Linked DNA regions of Cricetulus griseus: region 2 is linked to region 1. A link is a contact called in public Micro-C data. All regions are on one chromosome and are shown on one strand. The core of a region is the stretch at or near the end of the contact, and the rest is flanking DNA. Distances in the headings are between cores, read along the strand shown.

Evidence for each region. A called contact is a pair of places that touch in the nucleus more often than the background predicts.
Region 2: a contact with region 1 is called in a Micro-C map of the CHO-K1 cell line, with 2.5 times the contacts expected there. The contact joins the enhancer-like site here to the promoter of Pnrc2 in region 1. A contact is called at or near these places in 3 of 8 Hi-C or Micro-C datasets (the CHK-Q cell line and the CHO-K1 cell line).

The regions. Positions count from the first base shown.
Region 1 is chr2:17,421,781-17,428,232 of CriGri-PICRH-1.0, reverse strand. Pnrc2 (proline-rich nuclear receptor coactivator 2) reads right to left here and starts at 2,437. Exons shown (of 2, transcript XM_035439512.1): 1 at 2,299-2,437; 2 at 10-1,554. The coding sequence starts at 1,536. The coding sequence ends at 1,117.
Region 2 is chr2:17,461,274-17,467,725 of CriGri-PICRH-1.0, reverse strand. No RefSeq gene overlaps it. Among named protein-coding and RNA genes, the nearest start is that of Srsf10, 21 kb to the right of the region's middle. Within about 2 kb of position 3,340, at least 4 of the 6 cell types and tissues checked have open chromatin away from gene starts, as enhancers often do. A contact at or near this core is called in the CHO-K1 cell line, where this site is marked.

The DNA.
Region 1 (6,452 bases), core at 1,188-3,687:
AAAACAATCTACTGGGGAGGAAAGAAGTTTTATTTCTGAATTTTGCGATTCAAAACCAGATCATAATTATTTTATGGACTTGTCCTTTTGTATACTCAATGTTTGATTTCGGCAGTATTTGTTTTGAACTTAATTGGCGATTTTGCTTATAAGCCCTGAAAAGCAACTTGCTATTTGTACTTTGCATAAAGAATCCTGGGTCACTTAATCATTCTAGGATTTGATAAAGTCAAAATGAATCTTTGGATTTAAAAAGATGTAGAGAATCTTAAAATCTCCTTAAAAACAGGAAATGTTCTTAGCAGCTTAAAGCCTTTTGATATAAAATTTAACACAATTGATATACTGGCACTTAAGCACAAGGGCAATTAAAAAAAAAACTGGAGACCTTTAAAATTAGGCCATAGTATTAAAAAAAAAAGTTCATGGTCTTACATTCAGCAAATTGACACTAAAAAGTCTTTTGTAGAATAAAGGCCAGAAAACTTTACATATGTTACAAGATTACATGTATTTACATGGCTCTTTTCTTCCCTAGGTATTTTAATTTTCACATACACAACTCCCTGCAAAGCAAGCTTTGTAGGAGTTAGGCCAGATCACCTCAGCAGGTTTGTAAGGATGCTATCAACGTGTCCTTTGAAAGCTAGTCAATATTTTGAAAGAGATTTGGTACATAAATGCCTATCCACTGACTGCATTTAAGAAATGACCACGGGGCTATCTACCTAATTCTAATAAGCTACAAGTGCCTTTACACATTTGCCACAAATATATGTAGCTACTTACAAAGATGCCTATAATGTTACGGTTTGGGTCCCTAGAATATGTAACTCAACTGTGTACCTTGTTTGCAGTCTTTGTATATCTTAACTAAACACTGTCTTTTGTTTGGTTTCTTGTTAGACAATAAAGCTGGTTACTGATCCCCAAATCTAAGCTTCAATTTAGTTAGCAAGACTACCAAGTAGAATTAGTTAAATTATCCTGACACTACACACACTACATAAATGTTTGAGTATACTTGTAAATTAGCAGTTTTATATAAAACTTCCCTAAAGTCAAACCAACTGATGGCTATGTGAACATCACAAAATTTAAAAGTACTTAAGATTTTTAAACCTGTACTTTAAGTAGGGTTTTAAGTTGAAATGTCATTGTTTCCTTATCTGAAGGGTTCAATGAAACAGGAACCCAGTGGCTTGGTGGCTTGGGAAGAACACTTGGTGATGGTGGTTCACTAAATTTGGCTCCGGCATAGTTCTGGTTAGCTTGAGGCTTAAAAAGCAAGCTTGGGCTTGATAGGCTAGCATTCCAACTTGGGTTGTTGGCGAGGCTCTTGTTCTTGCCCCCATTCTGCATGGCCTGCCGCGCAGCTGCCGCCGGATTGTACCCGTGTCCTCTTTCTTTTTTCTTAGGAACCATCTTCATCTGGGAATTCTGATCCTTGGTCTTCTGTCTATTGTGCTGTTGTTGGTTCTTACTAACATTTCTAGATTGGGGGGCTGGAATGTTATACCTCTCTCCACCACCCATCTTCAGCTTCTTTGTCACCTGAAAATAAATAAATGTAAACTAGTAAAATTCCACATATCCTTTCTGAAGTTTCCATAGCTCCGATTCTAGAAATGTTAGTAAAGAAAACAAGGCTAGCTGTTAGGAGACAGACTTGCCCCACCAGAGCATTCACCTCAAAAATATTGAAGCAAGTCCTGAATCAAACACCAAAAACAAAAAAAATTTATTTTTGTGAAAGCTAAATAAAATTAGCGAGATCTAGTCGTTCTGTGTACAGCCTAAGAAAATGGCCCACACACTTAAATTCACCACCGCCCCTTTCAGGCAGGGTGGCCTTATACCAGACTGGCCTCCAACTTGTTTTGTTTTCGAGACAGGGTTTCTCTGTGGCTTTGGAGGCTGTCCTGGAACTAGCTCTTGGAGACCAGGCTGGTCTCGAACTCACAGAGATCCACCTACCTCTGCCTCCCGAGTGCTGGGATTAAAGGCGTGTGCCACCACTTCTCGGCCTGAGGTTTTTTTGGTTTTTAAGACAGGGTTTCTCTGTGGCTTTGGAGCCTATCCTGGCACTCGCTCAGACCAGGCTCTCAGAAATCCACCTGCCTCTGCCTCTGCCTCTGCCTCCGGAGTGCTGGGATTAAAGGTGTGCGCCACCGACGCCCGGCCCGGCCTCCAACTTTAGTTTTCCCCAGCCTCTTGAGTGCTAGGATTGCAGGCAGGGATAAAGCATGGCTACAGTCCTTAATGGGTTAGAAGTGCATCTATCATTCAATAGGATACCTTTCAGTCTCCTTTTCAGATCGCAGGGTTTCCACTCTGTGTCCTCTTCCCTGCTGCCACGCCCAGGATAAGAGATGTTGCTTTCTGCTAGATCCTTTTCTTTGTCTCAATACATAAGTTTTCATGAGCCAATCTGCTGATTTCAGCCTGGGAGCTGAGGCCAACATCGAGTCTCCTCAGCACACAAGTTTGAGAGAAGTCCTAGCTAGAAAAGGAAAGATAATTCTTGAAAACAACCCAAGAAAGTGATCGCTTAAACTTTCTACAGAAGTAAATGGCTACTTCAAGGCCTCTAGATGTATCAAACCGTGACTTTCTTTGATCTCATAAACGTCCACTTAACTCTTGGTGATGTCTACATTTTAAAGTCAAACTTAGGAAGCATTCGCTCCTGTGACCACACCAAGGAACTAGGGACCATGTTAAGTCCGGATTTTCTGCTTCCAACCCCACACGTTTCCACACCAATGCTCTTCCCAACAATGTACATTGCGCTTTAGGTTACGACTCTACACTCCGGGTCCCGAAACATGGTGACATTTTTAAGCACGCACGCACGCACGCACGCAAGCCTCCCTAAAGTGAACAGTCAAACTAGCAAATACACCCTCACAAGACTGAGAAAGCCTCCAATATTTTTGTCCCAAGGTCCGCACTCCCAGCCCGGGGCTCGCCGCCGATGCCCCAGGGCTCAGCTAGGGGGCCGCGCTGCCGACCCTGCTTCCTCTTCAGCGGGGCCCAACAATGGGGCCCGCGGTGGCCAACATGGCCGCCCCCGCCACACTCACCGACTTCGAGTTCGGGCGGCAGCGGCGACTCCCTCTCGACCTCCAAACCTCCCTCCCTTTCCAGGGAGAAACGATGCACCGATCAAACCTGCCCACCAGCAACTCACAGACCACAGTTCCGTCTTCAACCCAGCTCCTTCTACCTTTACCGACAAAATGGAGGCCGCTGTGAGCGCGGAAGAGGGCCGGCGCCTCGGCGGCCAATGAGGACGCAGCTCCGCGCGTCGCGGCCAATGAGGCGCCGGCCGCCGCCTGTTGCTGGGGTCGGGGAGCGAGTGCGGGCAGGCTGTTGTGGTGGTTTGAAATCCTGCGGGAGGAGCATGTCGGGAGTAACTGCCCAGCCTCGGGAGCCGCGCTGCTGCGGGGCTCTCCGTGGGCCGCCGGCCTCCAGCTGCGCTCGCTGGTCACATAGCCACTTTTTATGGGTAGAAAATACTCAGCTGCCTCGGTGGCCAGGCCCCTGCCCAGCTGCCCTCAGTGGTTCGCCGCCCCGGGGCTGCAGTGGGTCGCCTCCCCACCCCGAGCCCCGCAGCCCTTCTGCACACGGCCGTCTTCACTCCTTCCGCGCCCCCCTCTCATCTAACTTGGGCTTTTCTGCTGGACCTGAACAGGCAACATCATCAGGGTCTGCTAAAAAGCAGCGCTGGCCGGTCCCTACTACATTTTTTTTTTTACCTTGTTTATTTTACTAAATAAAACGAGGGAGGAAAAAGATGCGGCTCAAGTATGACAGCAAGGCTCGGGGAAGAAAAAAGAGGGACACCTTTTGGTTTTTTGTTTTTGAAAAAGAAAAATACTATGTATCCCAAAATCAATGGTTTTAAAGGTGAACACTAAATTCTATAAATAATTCTGAGGGTAAGTGACCCAAATCTATCGGTTTGAGCTGGGTGTCGTGGCTCATTTTTGTAATCTCAGCTTCTCAATTTCCAGGTCAGTCCGGACTACACAGCAAAACTCTGTCTCAACGAAACAAAAACATTTCTTTGGCTCCAAATTGTGATGCAGTTGCCCCCAGAATTTTGCAACCCTGTACACATGTACCATGCGTGCTTACTCGGCACCCCACTCACACTAGATTTTTGCTTATTTCATTTCATCCTTAAAGCAATTTTAAGGGCAATGTGCTGTTTTGATCCCCATTGTACCAGGGAAGTATCTTGCAATTCAGAAAATCTCAGTGGTACTATGCTTCCAAGCATGATGCTGCAGTGACATTCCAGAGCAATTCATGTACGGTAGAGTGTTTATTTCCTCCCTGTGCCTAATAGGTGCTTGACCTAGAGAACACAGAGATTGTTGCTGACATTGCCAGGAGGTTGGGTAGCAGGAAGCCCATGTCTTGCCATCTGGCAGAACCCACTCTCTACAAGGTCAGAGTCAGACTGCCCTTGGGAGATCATGGTTCTGGCTTTCGCCATCTGTAGCTCATTAATAGCTACCAACAGCCACAAGAGCTCTGAACTAGGGACCATGTGTGAAAAAATAATGCCTCTTCAGAGAGAGAGAGAGAGAGAGTGCGCGTGCGTGCGTGCGTGCGTGCGTGTGTGCGTGCGAATAGGTGTCTGCATTGCATGCTTGCAGGGCCTGGGATGCCCGAAGAGGGCGCGCGATCCTGGGTAAGGCATTACAGATGACCATAATCTGCCATGTGGGTGCTGGTCCTCTGCAAAGCCACGAGTGTGCTTAACCACTAAGCCATCTCTTGGGTCTCCATACCAACCTTGTTTGTTTGTTTTTAGAGACAGGGTTTCTCTGTGTAGCTTTGGAGGCTGTCCTGGCACTCGATCTGTAGACCAGGGTGGAACTCACAGAGATCCACCTGCCTCTGCCTCCCGAGTGCTGGGATCAAAGGCGTGCGCCACCACCGCCCGGCCATATATATGTTTTTAATCCCAGCACTCGGGAGGCTGAGGCAGGCAGATCTCCCTGAGTTAAAGGTCAGCCTGATGTTCAGAGCGAGTTCCAGGATAGCTAGGACACAGAGAGAGACTCTGTCTCGAAAAACAAAAGAACAAAAATCAGTACCACAAACACAATCCAGTCACTGGTTCTCAGTTCAAGTAGAAAAGTGCTAGCCAGGCCTGGTGGCACACCTTTGATGCCAGGACAGCCAAGACTACACAGGGAAAGCCTGTCTTGGGGGGCATGGAGGAGGGAGGAGATGCTGATGCAAACCTCTCTGTGGATGCAGATCTCAATACAAGGGGCAAATAGTTAACAAAGGCAGCAGTGGTTTCTTTCTTTTTAAGTCCAGGTCTTACTATGTAGCCTTGGCTTGTCTTGAACTCACTGAGATCTGCCTACTTCTTGTCTCCTAGTGCTGGGACTAAAAGCTGGGTAGTTTTCTTCTTTTTAATTATTTGTATTTTATGTACATTGGTGTTTTGCCTGTGTGAAGTTGTCAGATCCCCTGGAACAGGAGTTATAGACAGTTGTGAGCTGCCATGTGGGTGTTGGGAATTGAACCTGGGTCCTCTAGAAGAGCAGCCAGTGCTCGCTCTCTCTCTCTCTCTCTTTTTTTTTTTTTTTTTTTTTTTTTGGAGGCAGGGGTTCAGACAGGGTTTCTCTGTGGCTTTGGAGGCTGTCCTGGAACTAGCTCTTGTAGACCAGGCTGGCCTTGAACTCACAGAGCTCTGCCTGCCTCTGCCTCCCAAGTGCTGGGATTAAAGATGTGTGCCACCACCACCAGGCTTGCAGCCAGTGCTCTTAACCCACTGAGCCATCTCTCTAGCCCCAAGGCTGGGTGTTTGATTTAAAACATTTATTTAACCAAAATTTATCCAGCTGGGCCCTTTGCCACACTTTAGGATTATAAAAGTAGATGGAGCCTTATCTATGCAAATGGAGCCCAAAAATCCTTTCTTAATTATCAGAGAAGGAAAGTGAAGTTTGTGGACACTCATCCTGTTTTTCTTCAGTGTCTAAAAACAGTCAATGCCAACTACAGACATAAACAACCTGCTCTTGTTAGGGAATTAGAAGTTAACCTGCCATTGCTAAGGAGGTTCAGGCTGAAGGTTTTCCCAAGTGAGAATCTTTTGTTTGTTTGTTTGTTTGTTTGTTTGTTTGTGACTGGGTTTCTCTGTGTAGCCCTGGCTGTCCTGGAACTGGATCTGTAGACCAAGCTGGCCTCGAACTCACAGAGATAAACCTGCCTCTGCCTCACAAGTGCTGGGATTAAAGGCATGCACCACCACTGCCCAGCGAATCTTTTCGTTCTAAACCAGTAAAAGTGTGTAGGTGGTGGTACTCGGTGGTAAAGTGTTAGTTGTGAAGTATATGGAGCTGAGTTCAGAACCTCTGGGCTCACATAGAAGTTTGTAACTGCCGTGGAGGTTAATCACTCACGAGCTGCAGTCTAGC
Region 2 (6,452 bases), core at 2,091-4,590, 39 kb before region 1:
AAAAAGGAAAGATACAGTATGATTCTACTTTAAGCGAGTGACCTAGAATAGGCAAATTCAAACAGAAAGTAGGACTGAGGTTGCCAGAGCCTCTGGGGAGGAGGGACTGGGGAAGTTATTGCGTGGGTATAGAGTTTCTGCTTGGGGTGATGAATATTCCCCAGAAATAGACAGCGGTGTGATTGCAAAACACTTCAAAACAATTAAATCAGGTAAACTTCATGTTTCGTATGTTTCTCCACAATTAAAAACAAATCAATGGGGCCGGGCATTGGTGGCGCACACCTTTAATCCCAGCACTCGGGAGGCAGAGGCAGGCGATCTCTGTGAGTTCGAGGCCACCCTGGTCTCTAGAGCTAGTGCCAGGATAAGCTCCAAAGCTACCCAGAGAAACTCTGTCTTGAAAAACCAAAAAAATAAAAATAATAAAAACAAATCCATGGAAATGACAATTTTGAACTCTAGTGGCTCTCAGGTCTATGACACACTGTGAGGGGGTCGGGCGACAGATCCTGACTGAGGCAGGAGGCATCTGGCCAGGTTGTCTGGACTGGGCATGGAGGAGGTGATGTTCTGACCTGAGACTTGAAATGTGAGAGAGGGTCAGCATTGAAGAGAATGTCCCAGGGGAGGGGGGACAGCCAAAGGAAGCCTGAGGGTGTCCAGGGGCACCAGCCAGGAAAGGGACTCTGAGCTCCAGAGGTCATACTGCATGGCCAGCCACTATAAAGTTCCAAACAATGATGCCCTGGAGACCGGATTGCAGCGAGGCCAGAACAGGAGCTAGGAGACAGTGAAGAAACACTGCCGGGCCAGAGTGGCTTAACACTGAAGAGTACTTGGCGCTTTTCGAATCCTAGCATCCACCTTAGGAGACCCACAAAATGGTTGTAACTCCAGCTGCAGAGGCTCTGATGCCCACACCTGGCTTCCGTGGGTGCAGGTACAGGAACACACAAACACACAAGTATGTTACATTTGTTTCTTCTGCTTTTGTTAACAATAGAAAGATGACATTGGTTTGAATAAATAAAATCAACCTGGGGTAAGGTGGTTGAGTCAGCAACTACCTGACAGGAAGTGGTCGGGAGGAACCATGTGTAACCAGGGTGCTTTAGTGGGGGCTGAGCAGAAGGACACACCCTTTTAGGGAGATGTGAGCAAGGAGAGAAGAAGATTAGCTACTTGTTAGTCAGCCTCTCTGAGCTAGCAGGATTTCACCTCAGCCTTTGAATCCTAAATTCTATAGAACGATAGCAATTTAGATAAAGTTTCCTTCCTTTAGTAGCATAATACAGCCAGTGCCTGAGGGAACAGAATTCCCACCTGGCTGCGGCAGGTGAGACCTAGCTGCTGCTGGTGGCTGCAGTTGCAATTGCCAGATGCAACCACAGTCGCTTAAGGTGAAGCTACTATACTGAATACAAAACAACACAAGCACCACTTTTTTTAAAGAGGGTTGGGAAAGTGTCCGAGAGATTAAGAGTACACACCGGACCTGAGTTCAGTCCCCAGCACCCACATCTGGTGGGTCACAAGTACCTGTAACTCCAGTTCCAGGGGATCCAATACCCTCTTCTGGACTCTTCAGGCAACTGCACTCACAGAGCACATTCTCACACATATATACACATAATTTAAAAAATAAAAACAAGAGACTACCACCAGCCAGACTTTCTTCACCTAGTCTTATCTTACTGTAGTTTCTCTAAATACACAGTTTTTTGTTGTTGTTGTTTTTGTTTTTTGTTTTTTGTTTTTTGTTTTTGAGACAGAGTCTCTACATTACCCTGACTATCCTGGAATTTGCTGGGTAGACCAGGCTGGCCTTGAACTCACAGAGAAGATCCAACTGCCTCTGCCTCCTAAGTACTTGAATTAAAGGCATGTGCCACCATGCCCGGCTTCCTAAACCGTGGGTCTTGACCCCCACAAGAGCATCTGTAACTGAAAGTGGGGTCCATGAATAATCTGGCAAACATAGAAGTTTTGATCCCACGACAACAAATAAATCAATTCAGAATCAAACGTGATGAACACAAGGTGTCTCCCGCAGCCTTCACACCCCATGTCGCACCATGAGACTCCACCGCAGCCTTGGTTCCGAAAATACAACACGGGCACTTGGAACTGCGCTTGCTGTCGCACCACACAGTACCCGTGAATGCTGCCTGAGACGTGTCAGCTGAGATTCAAGACTGTTGCAGAAACAAATTGTGGGACCTTTGCTGTACATACTAAGTTTTCCCCTCTTTGGGAAACATAATGGCTTGAATATATAAAATAGTGAGTTTTCATAGTTTCCTCCCATCATTGCCTCAGCATGTGTAACAATTTAGTAAATTTTTGTGCCTCCGCCGTCATGGATTCAGTTCTGGAACCCTGCTTGGAGAAGCTGGATCACGCGGGGATCAGCTACCTCCTCCACCCAGAACCTCAGCTTGCTTATTACCTACAGCATAGAGGGAGGGGTTGGCTAGCCTTAGTAGCTGGTCTCTGTAGGGTAGCAGTTTCATAACGTAAACCCTGGAGGAGGAAGCTGCAGTCTGCACGCACTGACCAATGGCCAACCCAGCAGAGCCTCGCCCAGGGAAGGCTTTGCCACTCCTGTGGGCCTGGGGTATTGGAGTCCCCGACATAGTTGTGCCCATGGCAACAATACACATTCAAGCTCACTCAGGACTTCACTCATTCACGGCTTCCTCTGCTTCCCGTGTCTTTGAATGGACGACATTGTGCAAGAATGTTTGATTTTCAAAATCGCCGTTGGTGCCAGGCACATGCCTTTAATCTCAGCATTTGGGAAGCAAAAGAAGGCAAATCTCTGGGTTCAAGGCCAGCCTGGTCTACAGAGCAAGTTCCAGGGCTACACAGAGGAGCCCTGTCTCTCTAGATAAATAGATAGATAGATAGATAGATAGATAGATAGATAGATAGATATGTTTTACCAAGCTCTTTAAAGCAAACTATGGAAGTTGCCACTAAAAGCAAGCTTTACACATATCACAGTAAAGCCACCATCGGTCCTAAGGTAGGGGGCCTGAGGAGTGCCTTCCCTCCAACATTAAAGATTGCAAATTCACGGAGAAAATAAACAGGTTTCCGGGCTCTGTTCACCGCACCAGAGTTCATCATCCTCCAGTCACCCTGCAAGTGAGAACTATTTCAAGCCTGAAGGCAACATCCTTGAAAACTTCTCTGGAGAATGTGCTGAGATCACCATGGCAACCTGTCCCGGGCCTTGCCTGGCAGGGCTCCAAGGCACACAAATAAAGCCACTGGAATGTGGTGCAGGGCTCAGGGTGAGGCGACTAGAAGAGCTGCCAATTTTCCATGAAAACCACCGGTGAGAGGCCTCAGCCTCAGGAAGGTGTCAGTAGAGAGAACTGGGTTTTCTCTGAGACGCAGATGCACACACGCATGCGCAGAATTGCACTCACCGGGCTTGCCTTTGGGGCAGGGCTGTTTGCAAATTACAGGCTCCGGTTTTGTGCAGCTCAGGGGTAGCTTGTCTAGCATTCACAAGTCCCTAGGTGCGATCCCCAGCACACACACACACACGCACACACACACGGTGCCTGCCAACACACGCACGCACACACACACACACACACACACACACACACACACACACACACACACGGTGCCTGCCTGTCAGCCATCCTTCCTCTAGGAAGCTTCAAGCTTCCACAAGGCCCACTTCCCCACCCTCAAGTCTTTGCTCCAAGGCTGTCTTTTCTTGAGACCTTCTCCTATCATCTTATGACGAATCGCACCCTCCCCTTTACCCCTCCACCGTATGCTGGTTAATGTTTTGTTACTTTTGACACAAGCTAGCAAGCATCATTTGGGGAGAGGAAACCTCAACTGAGAAAAATGCCTTTGTCAGATTGGCCTTTAGGCAAATCTGTGGGACGGTTTCTAACTGATGATTGATGTGTTAGGACCAAGCCCACTGTGGGCGGTGATTGTGTAAAAAGAGTAGCTCAGAAAGCCAGTAAGCAGCATTTATGGCCCATGTTTCAATTCCTGCCTCCAGGTTCCTGCCCTGACTTTCCTCAATGATCAACTGTGACCTTGCTCTGTAAGCCAAACAGACCGTTTACTCTCCAAGTTGCTTTGGGTCTTGTTTATCATAGCAAGAGAAAGCAAGCCAAGATGCTTCATCTGCTTCATTTTTCTCCCTACACCCAGCAGCCCCTGACAGCCTCTGTATATTCCTGCTTCTTGTGTGCTACCTGGCTGCCCTCCAAGCTGCAGTTTTCATCCATTTCATCCATACTGCATCTCTGCTACCTAGAACAGCATCGGACACATAGTAGGTCCACAGGGAGCATCACTGAGTGAATACCCGGGTTTCTCTGACCATCAGTTTTCTGACTAATTCTACCTACACGGTTAACATGAACACTGAAAGAAGCATTGTGAGTTAAGCTTGGCTTCCCAATATAGCCAGCCTATAGGGACAGCTGACCATAAGTAGACCCCCGGTTGTCATTCTTTAGTAACACTTTGCTCACATTCAAGAACAACTCCCACAAGAACTGAAGATGCTGACCAATAGAGCACTTGCCCAGTATATACAAGGCCCTGGGTTCCATCCCCACAAACAATGGCTTTTATGACATTCTACCTGATGCCTAGGTGCAGAATAAATAAATAAATAAATAAATAAATAAATAAAGTGAAATAAATCAGAGATTCAATACACAGAGAGATTTCCTGTCTCTTGATATTTGTTAAGACACTGAGAATTTTTTTTCCATTAACAGATGCAAAATCTTTCAAAGAATGAAGGAAAAACAAGGTCTGGTGGTATACACCTGTAATCCCAGAACAGGGAGGTGGCAGAGACCCTCCTGTTTCTCAAGTTTGAGGGAAGCCTGAGCTATACAGTGAGGCCTCTCAAGAAAAGGTGGAGCCAGAGGCATAGGAGATTGCTCAGATGGTAAAGTGCTCACTTCGGAAGCATGAGAACCTGAGTTTGATCCCAGAACCCACAGTTAAAGTTTGAGGTCAGCCAGTGGTTACGGCGCAACCTTTTAATCCCAGCACTCATGAGGCAGAGGCAAGCAGATCTCTGAGTCTGAAGCCAGCCTGGTCTTCAGAGTGAGTTCCAGGACATCAAGGGCTACACAGAGAAACCCTGCCCAAAAAAAAAAAAAAAAAAAAAAACAAGCAAAAAACTTGAGTGTGGTAGCACACACTTGCAATTCCAATACTGGAAGTAAAGACAGGTGAATTCCTGGGGTTCAGTAGCCATCCAGCCTAGCCTAATGTGTAATCCCTGGATCCCAGGGCTTTGGAGAACCGGTCTCCAAAAACAAGGTAGATTGCTCCTGAGAAACCATATCCAAGGTTGACCTCTGGTTTCCACATGCGCACACACACAGGCATGCACACACGCATGAACACACACATATACATGTACGTACACATACTGTGGTTAGCTTTATTGTTGACACAATTTAGAATCACTTGGGAATGGAGTCTCGGTGAAGGATTATTTAGGTTGGCTTTTGTGAGCATGTCTGTGGAGGATTATCCTCAATTTGTTAATTGAGCTGGGAAGATCTGTCCACTGTGGACAGCACATTTCCTAGGCAGGAGATTCTGAACTTTGTGAATGGAGAAATCAGGCTGAGTAGTGGCATGCAAGCATTAATTCATCGTTTTCTGCTCTACACTGTGAATGCAATAATGACCAGTTCCTTCTTGTTCCTGCTGCCTTCATTTCCCTACAAAGAAAAACTATAACCTGAAATTATAAACCAAATTAACCCTTTTCCAAAAAAAATTAACTTTTTTCCTTTAGGTTGCCTTTTTATCGAAGCAACAGGAAACTAAGAGAGAGAGAGAGAGAGAGAGAGAGAGAGAGAGAGAGAGAGAGAGAGAGCATGGAGAAACTGAGGCAGAGAACAGAATTTTGGAAACTGGCCTTCAATCTCATCACAGTAAGTAGTCAGAGCCCCAGAGCTTGTCTTTTCCCTGCCATCCCACCTATGTTCTTTGAATACTCATTTGGTAAAAGGCCTACATGCTCAGCTAGTAAGTCCAGAGTGTTCTATAAGTAACACTAAAAATAAAAACGCAACTGAAGATAAGAATGGGGGATAGCTACCAAGGAAGGAGGAATTATTTTTGGTTGATAGAAATGCAAAATTCTGCAGGCAGGAGGCAACTCTTTCACTGGTCCTGGCCAAGGCTTTGAGAACTCATGTTCCATTTCATTAACTCTGTAGATGTCATTGCAGATTTGGGGTTGCACATATGATAATCAATAGCGCTCTCTCTTTAGGTGAAATTTCTATCTTGCTATTTTCAACAAGCCATTCCTTTGGGATGCTTTGATTTTATTTATAACCTTTTGCTTCATTGCACTGCCAGAGGCTGACACATCCTGGCAACAGTTATGAGATGCAAGAGCCTCTAACACTGTCACCCTTCCAGAA